Regions from separate parts of the Sus scrofa genome. Here region 1 is linked to region 2. Evidence: chromatin contacts called from public HiChIP or PLAC-seq data. All regions are on one chromosome and are shown on one strand. The core of a region is the stretch at or near the end of the contact, and the rest is flanking DNA. Distances in the headings are between cores, read along the strand shown. Region 1 has its middle 26 kb from the start of ARID5B. Region 2 has its middle 57 kb from the start of CDK1.

Region 1 (6,207 bases), core at 2,674-5,173, 1.1 Mb before region 2:
GATGTGCCCATCTGCCATCTCCCTCCTAGCTTTTTTTCTTTAATAACAAAGTAATTGTTGACATTGTAAGAAAAATCCAATTCTTGGTTGACGTTTACGTTCCAGAGGGTTGCTCTTTGGGGGAGAAAATCAGCAGCAGATAGAGTTGCACATTCCTGACACTGGGGCCAGCTCCCTCGAAAGCCTGCATTACCATGAAACAACTCCATTGCCCTTTCCAGTTTGTTCTCTTTTCTTTCTTGGGAGAGATCAGGAAAGACTAAGGCGGTTTGTCTTTTCCCCTCCCTTGGAGTGCCAGGGCTGCTGCATGGGTCAGTGTAAGAAGAGGTTCGAGGGGAAGATGGTTGATGAGCCTAATATCTCCTGAGTTAAACTTCCATGCCCACTTCTCATGTGCTGGGTGATATTGTGACCTTGCACAGGTCATTTCTAAAATACCTCAGCTCTCTGGCAATAATCAGACCTTGGAAGTCATCATGAGAATGAAACCTCCACTGGCCTCCTCAGATGATTAGAGTCAGCCAGGCAGAGTGGACTTATTAAAGATTTGGTCAAGGGTGGACACTGTCTTCCAGAAATGTGCCAGCTGATGATGTGAAGACTGATCTTTTTGGCAAATTTCTTTTTTTCTCCCAGCAAATTTCATTGTAACAAAGTCCCTACTGAAACAGAATATTACTCAGCCATAAAAAAGAATGAAATAATGCCATTGGCAGCAACATGAATGGACCTAGAGATTATCACACTAAGTGAGGTAAGTCAGACAAAGACAAATATCATATATCACTTATATGCAGAATCTAAAAAAATTGATACAAATGAGCTTATTAACAAAATAGGCTCACGGACTTCAAAAAGAGACTTATGGTTATTAAAGGGGAAAGATGGTGGGAAGGATAAATTAGGAGTTTGGGATTAACATAAACACTACTATATATAAAACATAAAATCCACAAAGACCTACTGTATAGCACAGGGAAATCTACTCAATATTCTCTGATAACCTATATGGGAAAGGAATCCGAAAAAAATAGATATACGTATACATATAACTGAATCGCTTTGCTGTACACCTGAAACTAACACAATATTGTAAATCAACTATACTCCAATAAAAATAAAAATTAAATAAGTGATTTTAAAAACCCTGCTTTTTGTAAGAGCACAGGTTTAGATTACTTACTTTTAGATTCCATATTCAGTTAGTAAACTTTCACATCTCTTGTCATCAGCAAAGATGAACTGTCTGTCTATCACTGAAAAAAAATTGTCCTAACTGGATTAAAGCTAATTTCCACCCCCCACCCCCACACTCCTTTTTCAGCTGCACCCACAACATATGGAAGTTCCAGAGCAGGGATTAAATCTGAGTTGAAACTTCAACTTATGCCACAGCTGTGGAAATGTTGGATCTTTTAAGCCACTGCACCCAGAATGGCAACACCACAAGAGACCAGATCATTACCTCAGTGCTCCACAGTGGGAACTCCGAAGCTAATCTTAATTAAGAGATAAAATAGAAAAATGGTTAGGACAAAGGGCTTTAGAATCAGGTTATCCTTGGTTTGTATCCCTGCCCTGGCACTTTTTAGCTTCAGGACACTGGACAAGTTACTTAAACTCTCTGAGCCTGGTTTTCCTGCTGGTAAACAGAAAATAATCTCTACAATCCAACATGGGGTTATGTTGGCATAAAGGTTAAACGAGATGATGTGTGTGAAAACACTTAAACCAGTGGCCCACCATCATTGAGTATTTAAAGAGCTAATTTTCATTCTTGGTATAATAGAGTTTATAATTCTAAGGGAATATTTTTATCAGTACTTTTTTTTTTTTGGCTTTTTAGGGCTGCACCTGCGGCATATGGAAGTTCCCAGACTAGGGCTCCAACACCAGAGCTGCAGTTGCCGGCGGACACCATAGCCACAGGAATGTGGGATCCAAGCTGCATCTGTGATCTACACCACAACCAGTGGCAACACTGGATCCCTGACCCACTGAGTGAGGCCAGGGATCCAACCCACATCCTCATGGATGCTAGTTGGATTCCTTTCCGCTGTGCCACGACGGGGATTTCTCACCAATACATTTTTACTTAAGGAAGCTCAGTTAACAAAACTTTGTGAATAGGCACTTATGAGACTTGGCATAAAAAAAAAAAAAGAGGAAAGAATATTTCAGAATTGCTATATTCCTTATTTATAGGAAGAGGTTACTTTGAAAATGATTTTAAAAGTTCTGAGCAAAATGCTTTGACGACTAATTTGAGAATAGGATCTATACTCCTCTTGAAGCCTTGTTTACGCATTGAGTCTTGATTTCATCATTGGTGCAAAGGTATATTTAGTTCCCTCCAAGGGACGATATATTTCGAATTTTCAGTGTCTGGGTTCCTCAGGCTTGACTGCTATCCAAAGTCTTGATTTCAGAGAGCTTGCAATTTCTTTTTTCTTTTTAAGGCTGTACCTGTGGCATATGGAAGTTCCCAGGCTAGGGGTCGAATTGGAGCCTCAGCTGCAGGCCTCTGCCACAGCAATGCCAGATCTGAGCCACATCTGCGACCTACACAGCGGCTTGAGGCAACGCCAGAAGCTTAACCCACTGAGTGATGCCAGGGATCAGACACGCATCCTCACAAAGACAACATCAGGTCCTTAACCTGCTAAGCCACAACAGGGATTCCAATATTTTAAATCTGAAATCATGTGTCTTACATCCAGTATGGTTGACCTAGAATATGTCCTGCTGATGACATAGTTTTGAGGCTCAGGTTTTGGGGTTGGTCTTCAGGAAGACAGTGATAAAGAAAATAATGGTACTACCTCCCGCATCTGTGGCCATGATTTCATTTATGCTCACACAATCCTGCATGGTGGAAACACCTATTATTTCCCATATTTTACAGTTGAGGAAATTGAGGACTGGAGAGTAAATCACTTGCCTCATGACACTTTGTTCAGTGGTTTGCGAACATTTGTCTAGCTATAGTGGCAGAACTCTTTCAGAAACGGAAATGTTTTCTGTAAGAGAAAAAAAAAATAAATGAAGCAGGGAGCAGCCTTCCAGTCTCCATCTCCTGTCCTGTCCCGACAGCTGGGGATCTCCAAGCTGCGCTGGGATGCAGCCTTCTTTGACAATGACCATGGCACTGCTGGCAGGTGGTCATGAGAGAGAAGAGCTCTTTGATTCTAGATTTACAGTGATCATGAGTGAGAAGAACAGGGTGAGATGGGTCAACCTCACACTGATGGAGCTGCTTGTTGCGGGGGAAGCACTGACCTTGAAGGTAACATGGCACAGCACTGGGGTCTGATGGGCTCTGCTCTCCACTCACCACTGGCTGTAATCTTGTTTCTTCCTTATTTGATGTACTTGGAGAATGGCAGAGTCTATAGAAGAGGAACAGCCCTAGTGTTGGTGATGCTGGTGCACAGGGGCAGGGCGGAGAAAGAAACCCACGTTCCTAGGTGAGGGAATAGCAGAATAGCCAGTGGGATAGGGGGCAATTTTATAACCCCCCCGTTTTTTTTGCAGGTTCCAAGGTAGACGGGGATCCTTTGATTATAATGATACTGCATATTCATATTTCTTACTGGTTTTGAATGCAGACACACAGCAGGAAGGTAGCCAGCTGGAGAGATACAGAGACAGAATCATCAGCCATTGGTGAGTGCTTTATGGCTTTCAAAGCACCTCCAGATATACATGCTCATTTCATGTGGCATTGCAACCTATTTGGGGCTTCAGCAATGTCAGCTGACATTATTTATTCAAATAAATGACATCAGCTGCGAAGTAGGTATCGCTCTTCTTATTTTTTACAAATGAGGAAATTGAGAGATGAGGTGATGTGCCTGAGGTCATGCAGATGGAATAAGATTGTCTGACTCTGAATCTGGTGACCTTTCCATCACATCCATGCATGTGACACACTTTGTCATTACATCACAGAAGCAGATTTTGCTGCTACACAGAGGCTTAGGTCATGTCTATTCCGTGTTTTTTCTTCTTTTTTCATGGCCACGCTCATGACAAATGGAAGTTCCCAGGCCAGGGATTCAACCTGCACTGCCACAGAGACAACCGTGGATCCTTAACTCACTGCATCACAGCAGGAACACCCCATGCTCTTCTTTGTCTATAAAGGAAAAGGGACCCAAAGGAGTTTAAACACCTTTGTAGAAACACAACCTCTTCCCCCAAAGAGACTTGAATTTTATCTTCTTAACTGTTCTCTGGAGATTACACAATTTATGTTGTTATAAAGATCTGAGATGTAGAAAAAATACCCAGGAAGATGCAAAGGTATTCAAGTAATGGAAATATGAGGTGGCTCTAACAGAAAGAGAGCTGTGTTGGTTAAGGTTGTTACAGCTGCTGTAACACATTCTAAAGTATCATAGGTTTAACATCATAAAATGTCCTCATTCATGGGACAGTCCCACGCAGGTGTCACACCTTAGTAATAGCAGGTGGACACTTCAGGCCATCATTCAGGTGTGTAGGTGCATGGAGGCTCTGGCGTCCTCAATGTACGGTTTCTCAGCACAGGTCATGCTAGGCTGGCAAAGAGAGAGGGGGATTGCATGGGGAGTTCTTTCCAGGCCAGGCCTGGAACCCCTCATTACTTTGCACTATTATTGTTAGGATGCAGCCACGTGGTCACATCTGATGCAAAGGAGGCTGGGAAATGTGGTTGTGCTGACAAAGAGGGAACACTGGTGACCAGCAGGCAATCCCTGTCACTGGATCCAAAGGCAGGATGGTCATTACTAGGAAGTGATGACCCCCTCAGGTTGACAAAATTCCCACAGGTCTGCCCTTTAGCTGCAGTTCTCAGAAGATCATGCTTCTAAACTACAGCTTTGACATGCAGGGTGACTAGGTGGAGGAAAGAATGTCCATATTCTGTTCACCTTTAGTCTGAAGATGATGAAGATTTTCCTGGTCAGCTCATCCAGCAGTAATTGTTTTCCCCTCTGGATTCCCACATTACTCCATTTCTTCACCTCCCAGTCACTCTTCAGGCCCTCACAGTCAGGCTGCCACTTTTTTTTCTTCCCTCCAAACCGTTTGAAATATAGTCATCTCTGGAGCTGTACAATTTGGTTCCACATTATTCCACCTTTACTTATGTGTGACTGTGGGTAGGTTACCTAGCTTCTATCTCAGCTTCTTCCGCTATAAGATAGAACTTACTTGCTAGGGCTATTGTGTTAACTGAGAACGATATGTGTGAAGGGCTTATAGTGATGGTTGGTACTTAGATATTAGTTATGCATATTTTGATATTGTGGACAAGCACTTCTTGTGCTTTCCTCGAAGTGACCCGTTCGTGTGTCTTTTTAATATTACTTACTTACTTACTTATTTATTTATTTATTTATTTTAGGGCCTCACTCGCAGCATAGGGAGGTTCCCAGGCTAGGGGTCAAATCGGAGCTGTAGCTGCCAGCCTGTACCACAGCCTCAGCAAAATGGGATCCTAGCCACGTCTGCGACCTACACCGGAGCTCACAGCAATGTGGGATCCTTAACACACTGAGTGAGGCCAGGGATCAATACTAGTCAGATTTGATTCCACTGAGCCATGATGGGAACTCCTTGTGTGTCTTTTTCTTCTTCTCCTCCTCCATCTCTCATTGGCTCCCATTCCATTGCTGAACACTAGATATGGAGTTCTAAGAAAGTATTTAGCTAAGTCTTCATTCCCTTCCTCACACCTCATGGGAGGGCTTATCCACTTACAGGGCTCCACCACAGGCTGCATGGAGATGACTCTCAGAACTGTATCTTGGCACAGTTACTGTCTCTCAAATTCAAGTTAGTAAAGCCAGGTTCTACTCAGAGAGTTCACAGCCATCGATAACTCAACATATTCAAAGTGGAATCCATGATATTGGTCTTCGTCACTTGTTCCTCTGTCTGTACGTCTGACCTGGATGATGACATCACCATCGGCTCTACTCCCAAACTATAAACAGGAGACTCTGGTCTTTCATTCTCAATATTCAAGTTGTAACTGTGGAGGACAGCGTCATTACTTTTTCTTTTTTTAATTTCATGTTTTCCCCTTCAAAATATTGACTGCTCTTCTTACAGCTCCCATCTCTATAGAAGCTCTTCCTCTACAGGACCTCCCTTTCTGTGGCGGGAAAATATTCCAATTTTCTTGGTTGTAAGCTTTGCCATGTGAATTGCTTTGAC
Region 2 (6,084 bases), core at 3,279-5,778:
GTATGCTGCAACTTGCAGCAACGCTGGATCCTTAACCCACTGAGCAAGGTCAGATATCAAACCCACATCCCACGGAGACAATGTTGGGTCCTTACCCTGCTAAGCTACAATAGGAACTCCCGTAGCAGCTTTATGCATTAGAGACAAATAGTGAGAACAACCCAATTGTCCATCAACTGATAAACTAAATGGAATGTATCCATACAACGGAATATTATTTGGTACTAAAAAGGAAAGAGGAGAGTTCCCGTCATGGCTCAGCGGAAATGAATCTGACTAGCATCCACGAGGACACAGGTTCTATCCCCAGCCTTGCTCAGCAGGTTAAGGATCCGTCATTACCATGAGCTGTGATGTAGGTCTCAGACACAGCTTGAATCCCGAGTTGCTGTGGCCGTGACATAGGCCAGCAGCTTCAGCTCTAATTTGACTCCTAGCCCGGGAAACTGCATATGCTGCAGGTCTGCCCTCCGCCCCCCAAAAAAAGACAAAATTAAAAAATAAAATAAAATAAAATAAAAATTTAAAAAATAAAAAGAATGAAGTACTAACACATGCTACAACATGGACGAATCTTGAAAATGTTATGCTAACTGAAAGATACCAGACACAAAGGACCATATATTGTAAGATTCCATTTACATTAAATGGCCTGCATAGGTAATCTACAGAGACAGAAAGTGTATTAGTGGATGCCTAGGAATAGAAGGACTGGGGGAAATGGGAAGTGAGTTACTTGTGATGAGTAATGAAACTATTCTTAAACTGACTGATGCATGTGGTGGTTGCACAACTCTGTGAATACACTAAAAGTCATTGAATGGTGCACTTTAAATGAGTAAATTATATTGTGAATTATCTCTCAATAAAGCTGTTATGAAAACAATGTTCAGGGAAGAGTTTCCTAATGGCCTGGCAGTTAAGGATTCTGCATTGTCACTGCTGTGGCACAGGTTCAATCCCTGGCCCAGGAACTTCTGCATGCCACAGATAGGGCTGGAAAACAAAACAAAACAAAAAAGCCCCCAAAACAAAAAACAGTGCTCAGGGAAATTCTGGCTTTTCCCTAAAAATTTGTAACTCCATTCTCCAATTACTTCTATCTCTAGCACATGAATTTTTAACTGCTAATTTATAACAATTAGTAGCTGTCATTTTGCCAAGGACTTTATATTTTATTTAATATTTCCAATAAACCCAAGAAAAATATTATCATATTACTTTACAATTAGATATATTTTTAAGTGCTTTGTCATTCAACAGGACTGTTTCTCAAAGACAGAAGTTGCATATATGTGGCCCACTATGATTCAGTGGAATTTTTTTGTTTGATTCGAAGTCACAATGTTTTTCAAAAACTTTAAATAAATTGATGACATTTTAAAAATCTGGATATTTTATGCAAAAATCCACTTTGCTAACCTAGCTTACAGAAACTCAGAGGGCCTTATTATAAGATTTGACCAAAGCCTTTGAATCTGGACAGCCCTCCTCAACTTGCCGAAGTCTTTATTCCTACCTACTGTCTCACATTTACCATGCTTTACTAATTAATGCTACCTGCTTAAGGTAGCATAATACAGTTTGTAAGCAGCAAGCACCCCTGAGCAAGGACTGTATCCTATTCATCTTGTGTCCTTATGGTACCTGGACAGTACCTGATAAGTAACATGGACACAGTCCATAACCTTGAATTGTTATCTCTGACATTATAAGTGAGCTGTGTTCTAGAGCATATTTCTTCATTTTACCTGCTAATAAATCTCCAGGGCACAGCCTTGCTTTGGGCTCTGGGTTGAAACCATTCCAACGAAGTTCAAATCCTGGCCTTCCAGGAAAACAAAGGGAGGTAAGATTCCACTTACTCACAAAACCACTAGCAGATGGTACCAAACACTATTAACAGAATGTCAGTGAGGTGTGCAGATTACAGAGCTGGATTTCCCTGTTACTATTCCAAGAAAAGATTCAAGTTTAGTAAGCTTTAGACAAAATATACGCATATTTACAGTAAAACCTCACTAATTTTGATTAGCCAATGTAAGCTGGAATGGTCCAGCCTGAAACTGACCTATGAATTTTCTATGAGGGTATATTTTGCCAAGCAAACTAACAGCATAAACAGAACTTGGAGGAGTTTGTTTAACCTACTTAGAAGGAAAGAAAAAAAAGTAAGGGTTTTATTGACTCTATTATTGCTTATATGCAAATTATACTGATTAAAATGAACTTTCAATTACTTAAATACTTCCAGTAAGACCCCTTGAAGCATTTTATTGGCACTTGGTACTGACTTCAGTGACAATATACTGAGCTCTGAGTCAATCTTTCACTAGTTCACTGGTAGTGCGGAAAATTAGCCAAATTCCTACTATATAGCACAGGCAACTATATCTAATCTTTTTGGATAGACCATGATAGAAGACAATATGAGAAAAAGAATGTGTGTGTGTATATATATATGTGTGTGTATACATATATACATACATATATATGACTCGGTCACTTTGCTGCACAGCAGAAATTGGCACAACATTGCAATCAACTATACTTTAATTTTTTAAATTAAAAAAATACTTTTTAACATAAAAAAGAAAATTACCCAAATTATGTGTGTATAATATATGTAATATAAAACACATGTGTATATATGTATATGTATAATATATGTAATATAAAATTAAAATGAAATATATACACAGTTATGTTAATCACATACATATGCTAAAGTACAATTAATCATGTACATACTGTAATACATGTAAATACATGTAAATGTATTACAGTATGCTAAATCTTTAATCTACTAATAATGTAATAATGTTTTTAGATAAGTATATCTTTTTAATTTTAAAATGTTCATACTCATAGAAAATTAGAAGAAAAAATATTGAATTTTTCATAATCCCAACCAGAGACTAACATATAACATTTTAGTATCTTTTCATATAGTCTACTTTCTATGCATATTTTTTCATAATTTTCATCAATAAGGTATATCACTTTTGCACATTGCTTCCCATTTAAAATTATAACAAATTTTTTAATGGCTGCTTAATATTGCATTGTATGTACCCTAATTTATATATCTAGCTCCCTATCATTGGACATTTAATTTGTATCTGATTTTTCAGATTTATTAATAATGCCACAATTATCTTTCAGTAAACAACAGTTTTCATATTTCAAATTATGTCCTCAGAATAAATTCCCCCAAACAGAATTACATTGTTAGGATCTTCATCTGTATTTACCAAAATTCTGTACAGGTCTGATTGATTTCTATTCTTACCAGGTGTGGAGGTTCACTAATCCATTCTCAGTCAAGATTTTTCTCTTCTAGGAGGTCCCTGGTGGCCTAGCAGTTAAGGATCTGGTGTTGTCACTGCTGTGGCTCAGGTCACTGCTGTGGTGCAGGTTCAGTCCCTGGCCTGGGAACTTGCACATGGGGGGACGGGGGAGGGAGGGTTTCTCTGTCCTCAATGTGATGTGTAGGGCCAGCTGCAGACAATCTTGCAGAAGTCAGGGAAGGATGCCTTGGTGTCACATCACTTGCTTTTCAGTCCTGTTCATGTGATCACCTTGATGCACCTCCATCCTGCCTCCTTGGGCTCCCTCCCCCTTCAGGCCTACAGTGCCTCTGGCTTCTCCACTTGGGTTCCCTACCAGACCTGTGTACTCCAGGAAGGTGTTAATTGCTGGAGCCAGAGTTTGGAAGGAATAGATAAAAGGGAAGGTATGCTCATCCTAGAGAGGATTTGCATCTGCAATATTTCCAGGAGCTACACATCTGATGGAAGGCCTTGAGGTAGCCAGGAACTTCCTCGGGTCCTCAAATCTCACCATGGGGAAGGCTGCTGGCTTGTTTTCAAAGAATTGTTTTAGAGGGGAAAAAAAGAAAAAACTATTTTAATTTCAATGACTTATTTTTCCTGATTATAAAAGTAATAAAGGCTCCCTATTAAATATCTGGAAAATATTTTTAAAAATCTGAAAAATACTACCACCAAAAGAATTAAGAAAAAAACAAAATCAGAGTTTCCACTGTGGCGTAACAGGATCTATAGTGTCTCTGCAGCTGCAGGGATGTGGGTTCTGACACCCTGACCGGCGCAGTGGGTTAAAGATCCAGCATTGCCACAGCTGTGGCATAGGTCACAGCTCCTGCTCAAATTCAGTCCCTCACCTGGGAACTTCCATATGCCACAGCGTGGCCAAAACAAAAAAGAAAAAAAAAATTACCCAAGATTGCATCACCAGCTCAGAGCATTTACTTGGAAGCCTCTGTACCCTCATCTTTCGGTCCTGTGGTGTCTGCAGTCCACGGGAGAAGGTAAGTCCTGCCTGTTCCTATTTGTGCAGCTCCCAGACATTTATACTCAACCCTGCCTCCAGAATTAGAAGCAGAAAAGATGGTTTTATCTCATGTAAGCTCAGAGGGCCCTTGGAAGCCCAGACCAGCAGTTCTACCCCTTATCACCTAGAGGATAGCACACTTCCTGTCTGTGTTCTGAATCCAATGGCGTTTCCTGGAATTCAACCCACCTTCCTCTTTCTACAGAGGAAGTGAACAGTTTGGAAACTTCAGCTCTCCAGAACGGGAACACAGTTATTGGCATAAATAATCCCTTGAGTGTAATTATCAAGTAACTTCCATTTTGCTTCTGGTTTGTAGTACAGACATTTGAGTCAGGTCAAGTCTCTGACCTTTCTTTTGTTATTATTTTTTGTTTGTCTTTTAAGGCCACACCTGTGGCATATGGAAGTTCCAAGGCTAGGGGTTGAATCAGAGCTGCAGCCCACCTACACCACAACCCCAGCCAAGCCAGATCTGAGCTGTGTCTGCGACCTAACGCTGGATCCTTAACCCACTGAGAGAGGCCAGAAATCGAACCTGTACCTAGTCATGGAGACTAGTCGTGTGCATTACCTCTGAGCCACAACGGGATCTCCTCTGAACTTTTCTTATGTAAATTAGTTTTTCTTGGACTCAAACAGCTTTAAACTAATTGGTCCCTTGAAGGCAGTATGGTGCAGTGGTTAGGGGTGTGGGTCTTAGGACAGCACACCCTAAGGGTCGCCATGGTGAAATAGGTGACATGAGCATGTACTCTGATACAGAGCTGGTGGGAATGGTAAAGGGTACAAGTCCCTGGGAAGGGAACTTGGCACTCGCTATCAAAATTGCAAATGCATATAGCCTTCAATGCAGTCATCACACTTCTGGGAGTGTATCCCACAGACAGATCCACACACATAGGAAATAAATGTGCACTTGATACTTATTGTAGTGTTTATAATTATTATATTATTTATTATAATTATGTTAATTATATAGTATAATGGTATATAGCTCACAGCATGCCAGATCCTTAACCTGCTGAGTGAGGCCAGGGATAGAACCCACATCCTCATGGATACTAGTCTGATTTGTTTCTGCTGCACCACAATGGGAACTCCTATAATTATTATTACTATAGCGAAAGACTTAAAAGCAAAATATCCATCAGTAAAAGACTGGTTAAATAATTACAGCAAATCAACATAATAGAATACTATATAAATGTTTTAAAAAGTGAGAAAGCCCTCTATGCACTGTTACAATAGATACTTAACACTATATGAATGGATGTGTGTATATGTACAACTGAATCACTTTGTTGTATAGCAGACATTAACACAACATTGCATATCAACTATATTTCAATAAAATTTTTTAAATTTTTTAAATTAAAAAAAATCTTAATAACTATTTTTGGCAGAAATCCACCCCCCAAAAACACTATATACAGAAGATAAATAATTCATATTATATAAAGTGAAAAGATTTTTTATTAATATGTGATTATAGTATATATTCATGATGTATATTCTCTAAAAAGTACAAAAAAGGGAGTTCCCGTCGTGGCGCAGTGGTTAACGAATCCGACTAGGAACCATGAGGTTGCGGGTTCGGTCCCTGCCCTTGCTCAGTGGGTTAACGATCCGGCGTTGCCATGAGCTGTGGTGTAGGTTGCAGACGTGGCTCGGATCCCGCATTGCTGTGGCTCTGGTGTAGGCTAGTGGCTACAGCTCCGATTCGAC

What was found. HiChIP or PLAC-seq counts read pairs in DNA pulled down with a chosen protein or histone mark.
Region 1: a contact with region 2 is called in an H3K27ac HiChIP or PLAC-seq map of alveolar macrophages. The contact joins two enhancer-like sites. A contact is called at or near these places in 2 of 47 Hi-C or Micro-C datasets (omental adipose tissue and subcutaneous adipose tissue) and 1 of 2 datasets of contacts at active chromatin or transcription factors (alveolar macrophages).

The regions. Positions count from the first base shown.
Region 1 is chr14:65,379,712-65,385,918 of Sscrofa11.1, reverse strand. No RefSeq gene overlaps it. Among named protein-coding and RNA genes, the nearest start is that of ARID5B, 26 kb to the left of the region's middle. Within about 2 kb of position 3,923, at least 1 of the 83 cell types and tissues checked has an H3K27ac peak or open chromatin away from gene starts, as enhancers often do. A contact at or near this core is called in alveolar macrophages, where this site is marked.
Region 2 is chr14:64,288,150-64,294,233 of Sscrofa11.1, reverse strand. No RefSeq gene overlaps it. Among named protein-coding and RNA genes, the nearest start is that of CDK1, 57 kb to the right of the region's middle. Within about 2 kb of position 4,528, at least 9 of the 83 cell types and tissues checked have an H3K27ac peak or open chromatin away from gene starts, as enhancers often do. A contact at or near this core is called in alveolar macrophages, where this site is marked.